Linked DNA regions of Sus scrofa: region 2 is linked to region 1. The links are chromatin contacts, called in public promoter capture Hi-C maps. All regions are on one chromosome and are shown on one strand. Each heading gives the region's core, a stretch centred on a gene start, on an enhancer-like site or on the middle of the called end of the contact. The rest is flanking DNA. Distances are from core to core; before and after follow the strand shown. Region 1 holds the start of ZWILCH (protein zwilch homolog). Region 2 overlaps LOC102161686 (a long non-coding RNA gene).

The links. Promoter capture Hi-C pulls out the DNA fragments that hold promoters and counts their contacts.
Region 2: a promoter capture Hi-C map of fetal liver shows a contact between it and region 1, with 3 times the contacts expected there. The contact joins the enhancer-like site here to the promoter of ZWILCH in region 1. A contact is called at or near these places in 1 of 5 promoter capture datasets (fetal liver) and 6 of 47 Hi-C or Micro-C datasets (embryonic fibroblasts, epiblast stem cells, fetal heart ventricle and 3 more).

What each region holds. Positions count from the first base shown.
Region 1 is chr1:164,479,153-164,486,212 of Sscrofa11.1, forward strand. ZWILCH (protein zwilch homolog) reads left to right here and starts at 2,633. Exons shown (of 19, transcript XM_021100319.1): 1 at 2,633-2,925. The coding sequence starts at 2,873. It overlaps RPL4 (60S ribosomal protein L4), which reads right to left and starts at 2,613. Exons shown (of 10, transcript XM_005659862.3): 1 at 2,324-2,613; 2 at 438-609; 3 at 151-257. The coding sequence starts at 2,326.
Region 2 is chr1:164,789,466-164,796,235 of Sscrofa11.1, forward strand. The region is part of intron 3 of LOC102161686 (a long non-coding RNA gene); the gene reads left to right. Among named protein-coding and RNA genes, the nearest start is that of SMAD6, 140 kb to the left of the region's middle. Within about 2 kb of position 1,751, at least 24 of the 83 cell types and tissues checked have an H3K27ac peak or open chromatin away from gene starts, as enhancers often do. A contact at or near this core is called in fetal liver, where this site is marked.

The DNA.
Region 1 (7,060 bases), core at 1,383-3,882:
AACCTCATGGTTCCCAGTCGGATTCGTTAACCACTGCGCCACGACGGGAACTCCTTGAACATATTTTTAAACCACTAACATGAATAAAGCAGGTCCAGGCTGCTAAATGCCACAAGAGCTGACCAGTCTAGGTAGTGAAACAAAGGATACATTTCCAAAAGCACCCTGGCCAGAACGGTGAGTCCCACCACCTCGAACCCTGGGAATTCGAGCCACAGCTCTGCCAGTACCCCAAGACTCAGCACTGGTTTGATGACCTGAAATTGTGAAGAAACACAAGTTTCAGCTACCCAACCACACTAGTCTATGACTATGCTATTAGCAAACAGCATCAGAACATCCAGGAAAATCATGTGGTTCAGAAACACGGACCAACGGAGTGGAATTTCATCATTGCTGTTTTAAAATACCAACCCATGAAACCCCTAAATCCATACCTGCTAATTCACTGACAGCATATGGCTGTCTGTTGTTTTTGCGCAGGTTGGTGTGAACAAAGTTCACGATGTCTGGTCGAATGGGAGCCTTGAACACAGCAGGCAAAGTGACATTTTTGCCAGATGACTCCCCTTTTTCTGAGTACACTGATATCAGTGGACGAGCACACGCCTGAGAAAAAGGAAAATATTTATATTGACAAGCAACAGAGGCACTCTTCTCACATGTCAACAAAAGCATTAACTACTGTTACAGAAGAGACTGGAGTTTGACTAGGAAGTAATGCTAAAACCAAAAACAGAGGCTAAGTTACTAACACACCATCAGGTCTATTAACATCAATATACATTTGAAGGACACTTAGATTCTTAAGTTCTGCCACAGAAATTTCACTGTTTTCAAAGAGAATGCTTTATATTAAAACTTCCAAACCAGGCCTTAGAAAGCAAACTCATCAAAATCATACATCACAAGGTTTGAAAATGCAGTTTAATGCCACCATTCAAATTTGTTCATCCCAAATATAAGCAAATTTGATCTAACAGAGCTCTATTCCAAATATCCATCCTTGCTTCCTTCATCCCATTCCAAAAACATCTTCCAAAACTTACTAGTAAAAACGCCAGTCATGTTACTTTTTACATAATCTTCTCCAAGGACTTACTCCCTCAAAGTTAACTAAGACTCTGAGGATGACCCACACCAGCCACCTGTTAACCTCAACTCCCATACTCTCTTCCAGATACTCAGACCTACCTCAGAGATATCCCCCTCCTGCCTCAGAGTTAACAAGTCTTCTTAAAGATACCCTCCCCCATACCTACACTTCAGGCCACTTTGAAGGTTTCTCAGATCACTGAAGCCCAACTACTGCCTCCTCTCTCATTGCCTATGATTACATCATTTAATGCCACCAAACATTACAATCCATTTTGTCCAACTCAATTACAACGGATGCATCATAAGGATAGTGCTTTCTGACTGTTTTGTTCACTCAACTCCCCAGGACACATGGTGCATGCAGACTGTATTTGTGGAAATGCAACTTCTAAGCCAAAAGGACCAGAACGCTTTCAGAGGCAGATCTTAAGCTGACACACAATTAATTCACTCTGCGGTACTAACATCGCCAGATCTTGGTTGGCGCAAACATGAGGCCCCCACGACACATCTATTTTCCGAGTTAAGAATCTCATTTCTCAAACTTTAGTAATTAAGAACAGATTATGCCTTGCTCAGTAGAATTTTCGTCACCCTTCTGAACCAGCTTACTGACAGCAGGCAACTGTCGCTGAGAACAGAGTAAGACGCAAATTACGCCATCATTGCAAGGAAAACCTAGTATCAAACCATCCTTTATATTGAGCATAAACATTTTAAGACCCTTACCATGAATAAACTAGGCTCAATTTACTAAATGCCACAAGAGCTAGCCAATCTAGGCAGTGAAACAAAATATTTTTCTTAAGGAAATTTCTCAAAAGAGATAAATGTTCCTTGCTTAACAGCTCACGGAGATACAAGGACCCAAACTAACTCTTTCACCCAGACTGTTTTAGGCCCCGAGAATTTCCAAGTCTTCAGCGGAACCAATGCCTTCTAAGATCGAAGGAAAGATCGGATTCCAAAGGTCCCTCTGCGCCCGAGAACTATCTGGGGAGGATTCTCCGGAGTCGCTTCCAGGCGCGCCGGGCGCCGACTCGCACACGTTGCCTCTAAGATGGCTGCCATAGAGCCGCGCTACCCAGGTCCCAGCCGCAAACAGACGACTTTAGCCCCCATCATTTGTTCCCGCCTTGAAGACCTCATGCCCTGAAACCCCAAACCCATTCCTGCCAGGCCCATTGAGCAGAAAATAAGCCCAACCGAGAAGAACTCCACTCACCATGGTGGGGAGAGGAGAAGGCCACGCTCCTCTCAACCCGGCGGCTCCCACAGGAAAAGGAAGTGCTTAGCACTCTCACTCTATATGTAATCTTCAACTCGTCCCCCACCTTGCCCCGTCTCAGAACCGATTCAGGGACACAAAATATCTCTCTACGACTCTACATAAATAAAAAAGTAGAGTATTATTTCTGAATAGGTGTCAAATTGCGGTTTCTATTAATTTTCAAAGCCAAAAGAGCTCTTACAACCGAGGGACTCTTTTTCGCGGAGTAATCCACAAGGGGGCGTGGCCAATTCTCGCGAGATCAGTATCTTTTTCCCCGAAACCGCTAAAACTTATTTTAACTTTTTCTTACGGGAATGGAAAACTATTGGGACAGGAAAAGCCGCGGTGTGTTATAAAACAAAAGTTTAACTTTGTGAACAAACGAGAGCTTTTGGGGGTGGGGTAAAAGTAGTTCTGGAGGGGGGGTCATGACCCCGGACGTCAGCGTCGGGCGCGTATTTCAGATTGGCGGTTCCGGTTCGGCAGTGCGACGGGTGCAAGATGTGGTTGCGAATGAACCAAGCTGCTGAAGAGTTTTACGCTCTTCTCCTGAAGTGAGTTATAACCCTTGCTTTTGGCTTGGCTCTGAGCACAGCACCTCTTCCTCGGGGTATCTCATTTCTCCCCCCAATCCTCTAGACGCAGCCTTGGGGATTAACGCCTCGCCTGTTTCCAGCGGCGCGAATGTTGCCGCCTAGTCAGCTTTCCTGGGGTCTGGGAGCTGAGGAGAGGTTTGTTATCTGCTCCATTGTGGGGATTGGCCCTGTGGGGCTTGCTTGTAGTCTTGTTTTAAAAAAAAAACATCTGTACGCTGTCACTCGAGGTGGAAGGTGACAGGTTTTCCAAGAGGCGAGTTATTCTGATAAACACACACACTCGTGGTGTTAGAGGCACCTGTCAGGATATGGAGCACTAGATGTTGATATCCTTCATCTCTTTAAAGCCTTGCTAGTGTGAAACGTGTTGTTATAGTCTATTCAGGATAGAAATTATGAAAGGAACAACAGCTAGAATGCTATAGTGATCGTGTGTCGGCCCTTTAAAGCATCTTTATTTCACAGTGCTCGAAGACCTCATTTTATTTTTAGAGTGAAGTACCAGTACCAAAGGAGATTCCATCCAGTTCTGTCTACATCCAAAGTAAAAATCTAGTCCGGTAGTTCTCAAATTTGAGCTTGTGTCAGAATCACCTGGCGGGTTGCCAAAACAGATTGCTGGGCCTACTTTTAGGGTTTCTGATTTAGTAAGTCTGGGTGGGATCTGTAAAGAATTTGCGTTTTTGCTGTAATCTAACCCCTTATTTTCTAAGTGCCATACTTTTTCATTGTTTATTGCTTTTTTTTTACTGCTTACAGAAGTGGTAGTGCTTGTCGATTTTTTTCAACATTATAGAAAGAGCTGTAGCTTTTTTAGCTGTGGTGTAAGCCGACGGCTACAGCTCCGGTTCAGCCCTTAGCCTGGGAACCTCCATATGCCACGGGTGCGGCCCTAAAAAAAAAAGTCAAAGTGAGGCAGTCACAGGTGTACTTTTTATTTCAGTGAGTCATAGAGTACATCAAATAAAAAATGGTATCTTTTTTTCCACTCTTTTTCCTTTATTTTTTCTTTTGTTATTATTAAAGTATAGTTGATTTACAATGTTTTGTCAAGTTCTGTTGTACAACAAAATGACCCAATCACACACAGTTCCCTGTGCTGTACAGTAGGATCCCATTGCCCATCCATTCCAAATATAACAGTTTGCATCCAAAAAACCCCCCAAAATGCCCATCCATCCCACTCCCTTCCCTTTCCCCTTTGTGAACTCCAAGTCTGCTCTTCTTGGCCATGTTCTTGTTTCCGTTTGTTTGTTTGTTTTTTAGATAGGATCATCTGTACCATATTTTAGATTGCACAAATAAGTGATATCATATGGTATTTTCTTTTTCTTTCTGGCTTACTTCACTTTGTATGAGAAGCTGTAGATTCATCCATGTTGCTGCAAATGACATTAGTTTGTCTTTTTTATGGTTGAGTAATATTCCCTTGTATACATGTACCACATCTTAATCCAGTCATCTGTTGATGGACATTTAGGCTGTTTTCATGTCTTGGCTATTGTGAATAATGCTGCAGTGATCATAGGGATGCATGCGTCTTTTTCAGTGAAAGTTTTTGTCCAGATAAATCCCCAGCAATGGAATTGCTGGATCATATGGTAGCATCATAGTTTTCTGATGTACCTTCATATTGTTTTCCATAGTGGTTGTACAGTTTACATCTTCACCAACAGTGGAGGAGGGTACCTTTTTCTCCACACTCTCTCCAGCATTTATTTGTTGACTTGTTAATGATGGCCATCTGACTGGTGTGAAGTGGTACCTCATTTTAGTTTTGATTTGCATTTCTTTAATAATTAGTGGTATTGAGCATTTCTTCATATGCCTTTTGGCTATCCGTATGTCTGCTTTGGAGAAGGTCTTTTGCCCGTTTTTCATTTGGGTTGTTTGTTTTTTTGTTGTTGAGTTGCCTGAGTTGTTTGTATATTTTGGAGATGAGGCCCTTGTCTGTTGCATCATTGGCAAAGATTTTCTCCCATTCTGTGGGTTGTCTTTTTCTTTTTTTTTAAATGCTTTCCTTTGCTGTCCAAAAGCTTTTGAGTTTGATTAGGTCCCATTGGTTTATTTGTGTCTTTATTGTCATTATTCTAGGAGGTGAATCAAACAAGATATTGCTGTGATTTATGTCAAAGAGCATTCTGTCTATGCTTTCCTCTAGGGAGTTTTATAGTGTCTGGCCTTATATTTGGGTCTTTAATCTATTTTGAGTTTATTGTTGTATATGTTAGATAGTGTTCTACTTTCATTCTTTTACATGTAACTTTCCAGTTTTCCCAGCACCATTTATTTATTTATTTATTTTTTTATTTTCCCACTGTACAGCAAGGGGGTCAGGTCATCCTTAGATGTATACATTGCAGTTACAATTTTTTCCCCCATCCTTTCTTCTGTTGCGACATGAGTATCTAGACATAGTTCTCAATGCTATTCAGCAGGATCTCCTTATAAATCTATTCTAGGTTGTGTCTGATAAGCCCAAGCTCCCGATCCCTCCCACTCCCTCCCCCTCCCATCAGGCAACCACAAGTCTCTTCTCCAAGTCCATGATTTTCTTTTCTGAGGAGATGTTCATTTGTGCTGGATATTAGATTCCAGTTATAAGTGATATCATATGGTATTTGTCTTTGTCTTTCTGGCTCATTTCACTCAGTATGAGAGTCTCTAGTTCCATCCATGTTGCTGCAAATGGCATGATGTCATCCTTTTTTATGGCTGAGTAGTATTCCATTGTGTATATATACCACATCTTCCGAATCCAATCATCTGTCGATGGACATTTGGGTTGTTTCCATGTCTTGGCTATTGTGAATAGGGCTGCAATGAACATGCGGGTACATGTGTCTCTTTTAAGTAGAGCTTTGTCCGGATAGATGCCCAAGAGTGGGATTGCAGGGTCATATGGAAGTTCTATGTATAGATTTCTAAGGTATCTCCAAACTGTTCTCCATAGTGGCTGTACCAGTTTACATTCCCACCAACAGTGCAGGAGGGTTCCCTTTTCTCCACAGCCCCTCCAGCACTTGTTATTTGTGGATTTATTAATAATGGCCATTCTGACTGGTGTGAGGTGGTATCTCATGGTAGTTTTGATTTGCATTTCTCTTATAATCAGCGATGTTGAGCATTTTTTCATGTGTTTGTTGGCCATCTGTATATCTTCCTTGGAGAAATGTCAATTCAGGTCTTTTGCCCATTTTTCCATTGATTGATTGGTTTTTTTGCTGTTGAGTTGTATAAGTTGCTTGTATATTCTAGAGATTAAGCCCTTGTCAGTTGCATCATTTGAAAGTATTTTCTCCCATTCTGAAAGTTGTCTTTTTGTTTTCTTTTTGGTTTCCTTTGCTGTGCAAAAGCTTTTCAGGGAGTTCCCGTCGTGGCGCAGTGGTTAACGAATCCGACTAGGAACCATGAGGTTGCGGGTTCGGTCCCTGCCCTTGCTCAGTGGGTTAACGATCCGGCGTTGCCGTGAGCTGTGGTGTAGGTTGCAGACGCGGCTCGGATCCCGCGTTGCTGTGGCTCTGGCGTAGGCCGGTGGCTACAGCTCCGATTCAACCCCTAGCCTGGGAACCTCCATATGCCGCGGGAGCGGCCCAAGAAATAGCAACAACAACAACAACAACAAAAAGACAAAAGACCAAAAAAAAAAAAAAAAAAAAAAAAGCTTTTCAGTTTGATGAGGTCCCATGGGTTTATTTTTGCTCTAATTTCTATTGCTTTGGGAGACTGACCTGAGAAAATATTCATGATGTTGATGTCAGAGAGTGTTTTGCCTATGTTTTCTTCGAGGAGTTTGATGGTGTCCTGTCGTATATTTAAGTCTTTCAGCCATTTGGAGTTTATTTTTGTGCATGGTGTGAGGGTGTGTTCTAGTTTCATTGCTTTGCATGCAGCTGTCCAGGTTTCCCAGCAATGCTTGCTGAATAGACTTTCCTTTTCCCATTTGATGTTCTTGCCTCCCTTGTCAAAGATTAATTTACCATAGGTGTCAGGGTTTATTTCCGGGTTCTCTATTCTGTTCCATTGGTCGGTCTGTCTGTTTTGATACCAGTACCACACTGTTTTGATGACTGTGGCTTTGTAGTATTTCTTG
Region 2 (6,770 bases), core at 501-3,000, 310 kb after region 1:
ATCACTCACCTGTACTTCTGTCTTCAGCAGTCTGTCCTGCCTTACAGGCCTGTAAGCGCCTCCAGGGCAGGAGCTGTGACCGTCTGTTCCCCACAGGGCCCTGCTGCCTGGCACATACATGTAACAGTAGGTGTTTGAGGGAAGAATAAATAAATGCGTGAGGCAGAACTGCTCTGGCAGGGATGTAGATACTACAGCGGGGAAGGAAGGGTTTGTTCTGGTGTGTGGGTGTGGTTGCAGAGGTTTCAGAGGGAGCTGCTCTAGGTGGGGGAGAGCAGGAGGCCTCTCCTGAAAGATACCCTGAAACTCAGGTCCTTCCTTTATGAGCCAGAGGCCCCCTGGGAAGCTGTGTGGGGTGGGGGTCAGGGGTCCCTGCATCTGGAAAGGCAGCGCCTGGATTCCCAGATGCAGGCAACCTGGGTTCCCACCCTCCACAGCACTCCAAGTGGCTCTGGAGAGACGGTCCTTCCCTTGCGGGAGGAGAGGCAGCCCAGGCCTTCTCCCTCTGGACACACTGGCCCTTAGACAGGGCCTCTCCCCTGGAGCTTCTCTCCCTGGCAAGAGGCCTCTAGCCTAACCCCCAGTGAGGGCCAGAGGCCTGCCTGGGTCACAGAGCCACAGAGCTGGGACTCGCTTCAGGCACAAGGTCTCCAGCTCCCGTCGTCCACCATGTGAGGCTTGAGGGCCTTAGTTAGGTTGGTCAGCACGAAGCAGGCAGCCCCAACCGTGGATCCCACACTCTGTCTGCAATTAAACTGGAAGCCCAGTGTCCCCAGGCAATCTCGGGGATCAGTGCCGCTGCCTTGCGGAGGGCATCTTCTCTGGTTGTGCCCGCAGCCACCCTCTGCTCACGTGCGCCATGCTCAGGACACTGAGGGCTGACTTCAGAAATGCCTGTTTTCTGGGCTGTAAAGGTGTCTTCTGACTCCTGGCTGGAGAAGTGGGAAGGGAGGGAAGGCTGTGCCTCCTCCATCAGCTCCAGGACTCTTTGGTCTCCACTCTCCAGCCCTTTTGCGCTGAGTCTCATCCCACGACACCCGAGGCTGTCTAGGTCCCCTCACACACCTCCTACTCCAGGCCAGAGCCCTCTGGAGGCCTGGGGTGCAGGCCTGGGTCAGGTCGGGAGCGGGGTGTGGGAGGCTAGGTCTTCCAGCGCCCTCTTCCTGGGAGTTCCCCTGGTCGTGGATGACATCTTACTTGTTCCTGTGCCCCCGAATCCACACCAGAGCCTGGCATAGAGGGGGCTCTTGTGACATGAAAGAGGCGACATAGAATATCATTTGAGGGCTTCTAGAAAGACATTCCAGGCCCGTGATTCCCTTCCCCCTAGCTCCCCAGAAGCCACAGTCTGGAATTCCACCAAGAGAGGCGTGTGCCTTGACATTTTCTTCATAGGAGTAAATCAGAAGATTAGTTTATTCTGCTCCTGGGCCCAGAGGCCTCAGGAACTTCTGAGAGCCAGACTGGAGATATGGGTGGGGAGGGGTCCACCAGCCTGTTCTTCAGCTTCTGGAAGAGAAGAGCTGAGACCCCAGGGAGGGGCTGACCTCTGGAGACAGGCTTGGGCTGCAGGGGCCCTTGGGGCCGGCGGGAACAGCAAGGCCTGTCTGGGAGGGAGCCTCTGACAGACGCTTTATCAGGCCCTGTCGCCGGCGTTATCTGTGGCTTCTCAGCAAAGAAGGAGCCACAGTCCTCAGCCACCCTCAGACCACTCCAGGCCTGGAACAAAGCAGCCGAGTCAGCTGGCAGCCCCATGGCTCCACTGTTAGACTGTGGGCTTTGCAGCCCCGAGGCCCACGTGGGGTGTTCAGGGGGGTGGCTGGCCCGGCCTGGCGACGGCCCGTCTGCTGGGACTCCCCCGCCAAGTGCCCGCTGCCGCAGGGACCACCTCCCTGGAGCCTGTCTGCAGAATGGGAATGGGGCATCGGGTCACCCCGGCCCCTGAAGAGCCCGGCTGAAATGTCAGCCACAAAGAACGGGACACAGAAGGGCCTGTCCAGGAACAAGGGCCAAGTGTTGGCGTGGAATGATGGCCAGGGCCGAGCTGGTCAAATGTTTACTTGGAATGGTTCAAGTGGGCACCTTCCAGCCACGGGGGCAGCTGGTGGTGTCTGGCATGGGGCCCCTCTACCCACCACCACAGAGTTCAGACTCACCCTAGATGGGCTCGAATCCAAAAGCGCTCAGAGGGGGCTACCAGTCTAGGCCCTGGCATTGCCACTCCCTCTCAGTCCCTACCCACTATTGGGGAGAGAAAGAGCTGGGAAGGCAGGTTCAACCTCTCCCATTCTGGAAGCACCTGCTTCTCTGGCCTCCTGCAGGGCTGCTATGAAGAGTTGGGCAGGTTGTGCTCTGCAAAAGAACCTCGACACTGAAGCAAGTGGACTGGAAATCCTTGCAACGGGGCAGGGAGCTATATCAGCCTAGAGGGTGCTTTTTTTGCATAGGTCTTGCTAGGAGGAGGCACCTTTGCATGCTGAGCATTGGGGACATTAAAGTGACAGCATGGTTCTTTTGGTAGGACTGGTTTATAGTTTGTTATGGATAGGGTGGCTTGATATAATACAGGATGCCCAGTTGGATGTGAAATTCAGATAAACAACTACACTTTTTTTTTTTTTAAGTGTATTTGTGTCCCAATGCAATATTGTAATGTCTGTGTCATGGGTGAATGAAGATCAGACCTTCCCACAAATCCCCCTCGGCACATAACGCCCTAAGGGGTCATGGAGGAGACTCTGGGAGGCTGAAGAGAAGCCAGTGTGGCTGGAGAGGAGCCTAAGAGGTGACAGGGGCAAGATGGAGTGCTCTCTTGAAGGCTGAGGATCTCTGAATGAAATGGGGCCACGGGAGGGTTTGAGTAGGGGACTCAAGTTGTAACTGGCTCCCTCTGGTGGTGGTGTTGAGAATAGACTGGAGGGGCCTGCCAGGGTAGGCAGACCTGTGAGGTGACTGCAGGGGCCGTCCAGGCCAGAGGGCCAGGGCAGTGAGCTTGGCGCTGGAGAGAAATGGCTGATTCTGGCCGTAGGAACTTTTTGTTAGGGAACATGCCAAACATGCACAGCAGTAGCAAGAATAATACAAAGAACTCCTATGTCCCCATCACCCATTTTAACCTTCAGCTCACAGCCAATTCTGTTTCCGTAGTGGAAACCTGTCCCCCTTCTTGACAACTGGATTATTTTGAAACACATCCCAGATATCATATTATTTCAATCATAAATGTGTCAGTATGTATCACTGAATGGTAAGGCCTGGATGTATTTTGAAGCAGAAGCCACTAGGAATTTGCCTCCAGAGTTTAAGCAGCTGTTGAGAGAGAGGAGGCCCCTGACCTTGTGAAATCCATGGCTGGGCAGTTAGTTCCCAGGTCTTAGGACCACCTCTCCTACAGCTTTCTAGTGTTTTCCTCCTCAGGTCTCCTGTCTCCACCCTCCTGTCTGCAGGCACTCCTAGCGTGATGCTCCTCAGAACTTGGTCTTGGGACATAGGTGTGGACTCCCCACTGGAAGCTCCTGCCCAAAGTCGCTCTTTCTGGTCTCTCTCTTTCTCTCTCTCTCTTTTTTTAAATTTGTTTTCTAGGGCTGATCCTGTGGCATATGGAGGTTTCCAGCCTAGGAGTCTAATTGGAGGTGTAGCTGCTGGCTTACGCCACCATCACAGCAATGCTGGATCCGAGCCACGTCTGTGACCTACACCACAGCTCACGGCAACGCCGGATCCCCAACCCGCTGAGCAAGGCCAGGGATCGAACTTGTGTCCTTGTGGATGCTAGTCAGGTTCATTACCCACTGAGCCACAATGGGAACTCCTCTCTTTCTGGTCTCTTGATAACAGGACTGTACAGTGTCTGCAGCTGAGGTTCCCTAGGCCCACACAGATACTCACTCCCCGTGCTCAGGAAATGCAGGTTCCCTGGTGAATGTGAGGGAAGCCCTGGGAAGTCACAGAGTGAGGGCCTGGGACATGGATTCAGACATCACAACCCTAATAAGTTCAGGGAAGCTCTTAGCCTTCAGAAGGCCACCCCCTCCAGGAAGCAGCCTGGCTCTATCTCTAATTTCCTGGGAGACTTTGCATGGGCTCCTTCCCCTCTCTGGGCCTGGTCAGGCAGGGCCTCTATTTTCTCTTTGGCCTTTCACATCTGCTCCCCTATAGTCCCTGGGATGGAGGAGTTGAGGGCAAAGCTGGACTTGGAGAGAGGCTGCTGGGAACATGCTAACTTTGGACCCAGCCACGCACATTGCACCCTGTGATGCAGGCATAATGGCCCCACTTTACAGAAGAGATGACTGAGGTACAGAAAAGTAAAGACACTTGACTAGTATCCCCTAATCTGTAGGCAGCATGACCAGGATGTGGATCCAAGGCCAAATACTCAGCACAGGGGCACAGGTGCTCCCATGGTTTTTGAGGCCCCACCCTGGGCAGGGTCCTCCTCAGAAGGCCCAGTTCCACCAGTGAAGTTCAGATTCCAGCCACTCTGTCACCTCAGAACCTCCAAGCCTGGTGCTCCTCCCAGCCTCCTCACGCTGACACTGGGAGGCTGATACACCTTCCTATTCCGTTCATTTTCATTCACTGAGCCCTCCCGCGGGTGGACTCCAGGAGCATGGATGCACCAACACGTTTCTCATTGAATTCTCACAGCAACTGAGGAAGGTGTTATGCCCATTTTACAGATGTGGAAACTGATGCCCAGAGAGGAGCAGTGGTCCGCCTAAAGTCACACAGCCCCACAGTGATAGAGACAGGATTGAGACCACAGTTCTCTGACCCCAGATGCTCCTTCCCCTGCATGGCAAGGGCTGGTTCAGGACAGTAATGTGTCTAATGACCCCTTGCCATCTGGTTGTCCTGGCTCCAGGCACCCTTTTTTCCCAAATAACTCTTCTTAGTTTCGCCTACGTAATCACCCTTGATCTTTCTAATAATTGTGGGAGGCAGTTACCATGACTGGCTTTTATAGGTGAAGTGCCACACATGCCTCAGGGGAGACTGGATTTTGAAACATCCTGAAACCTCCCCAAGACTGGAATAGCTCCTCTGAGCTGCCCACAGATGCTTATGTGCATCCAGCGCCCCCTACAGCCTTTCAATGACATGGACTCACCCCGCTGGGTCATTTAGAAAGTCTTTTTCTGGCAAGTTTTCCTTCTCCTTTTAAGTCGCTACCTCCCACGGGTTACTGCATCTGGGGCTTTGCTTCACAAGTTTGGACTCACCTTGTCCCTCCTTGCTGCCCATATTCAGCAGTAGTTAAAACATGTTTGCCTCTGTAACTCTGCCTGCGAGAAACTAGGATGTTGCCTGGGCTCCACACCCTGGGGAGGCTGTCAAGCTTGAGAACCACCAAAGTGAGTCTGGGTTTCCACCTAGACTCACTAGAGAACTCTTTGGGGTGAGATTGAGGCAGAATATTAACTCAGGTAGTCAGTGTAGGAGCATGGGCCTCGATGCCCTCTTTGATATGGCCATTGATGAACATGCGTGGCGTAAGGGCTCCAGGGAGTAACATCCCCACCGGCCGTGTTTACTATAGGGAGTGTACCTACACCCAGATGGACATTAATCCCTGATCCCCTGTGACTCCGTTTACCGGATGAAAAGGACAAAGAAACTATGACACTTTTAGACATTTCCACCCCTAGGACCCTATTGGACAAAGACTGATATGGGTAACTGAATAAGGCTAATGGGAGAAGACCGCATCTCTCTGGACTCCACCTTGGTACCCCCCCCCAACTTTAAGGAATTAAAACCCCCTATAGGACAATAGAGAAAGGGGGACTCTTCTCCCCCCTCCCAGTAACCCTGGGAGCCATCTCCTTTTCTTTAATTAAAACTTTGCTTGCTTGCTTGCTGCCTGTGTGTCCGCGGAGTTCATTCTTCAACCCCGTGAACAAGAACCCGGATTCCGGTATCATCTTTCTGGTATCAAGATCTGATTAGACTAATGGTCTTCCAGGGAAAGGACGGAGTCTCCCCCAGGGTCCCCACACATTGGGTTGAGGCCACAGAGCAATGATTCCGGCAGTGAGGGGGAGAGGTGACTCTGGACTCTGCCCACAGGGGTGGCTTTCCCTGCCCGAAGCAGCAGGGTGGGAGCCTGTGTGTCCTGAGGCCCAGGCAGGACCTGGGAAGGGCAGGAAAGAGCTGGTGGGCGGCCAGCCTCAGGCTCTCTCTGCACACACAGGCGGGTCTCAGAAGCCAGAGGAACATGAACTTGGGCCACAGTGAGACTGAACCCTTCCAGAGTGAGCACATGTGGGTGGAAGTGGGGGATGGGGCATTTACCGAGGGGGAGGGGCAGGGGCAGGAGAGGGGAGGAGGAAAAAGGCCAGCTAATGTTAAAGGCCCCGTGGGCCCTGGGACTCCAGCCTGAATGTCCTGCTGCCCCTGGTCACCCCCACTCTGGGCGCCCACGTCTCCCCTCCCAACCTCCATCTCAAGCAGGAGCATTGCCACCCTCTCACCTTCTCCTCTTGCTTGGTTCTCTTCCTTCAACATTTAATTGATCATCTGCCAAGGGCCAGGTTTCTGTTTGTTTGGGGGAGAGTTTATTGAGGTGTAATTTACATACTGTAGATTCACCCCCCCCCCTTTTTTTGGTCTTTTTGGGACCACACCCGTGGCACATGGAGGTTCCCAGGCTAGGGGTAAAATTGGAGCTGCACCTGCTGGCCTACACCACAGCTCACGGCAACGGCAGATCCTTAATCCGCTGAGCAAGGCCAGGGATCGAACCCGTGTCCTCATGAATACGTGTC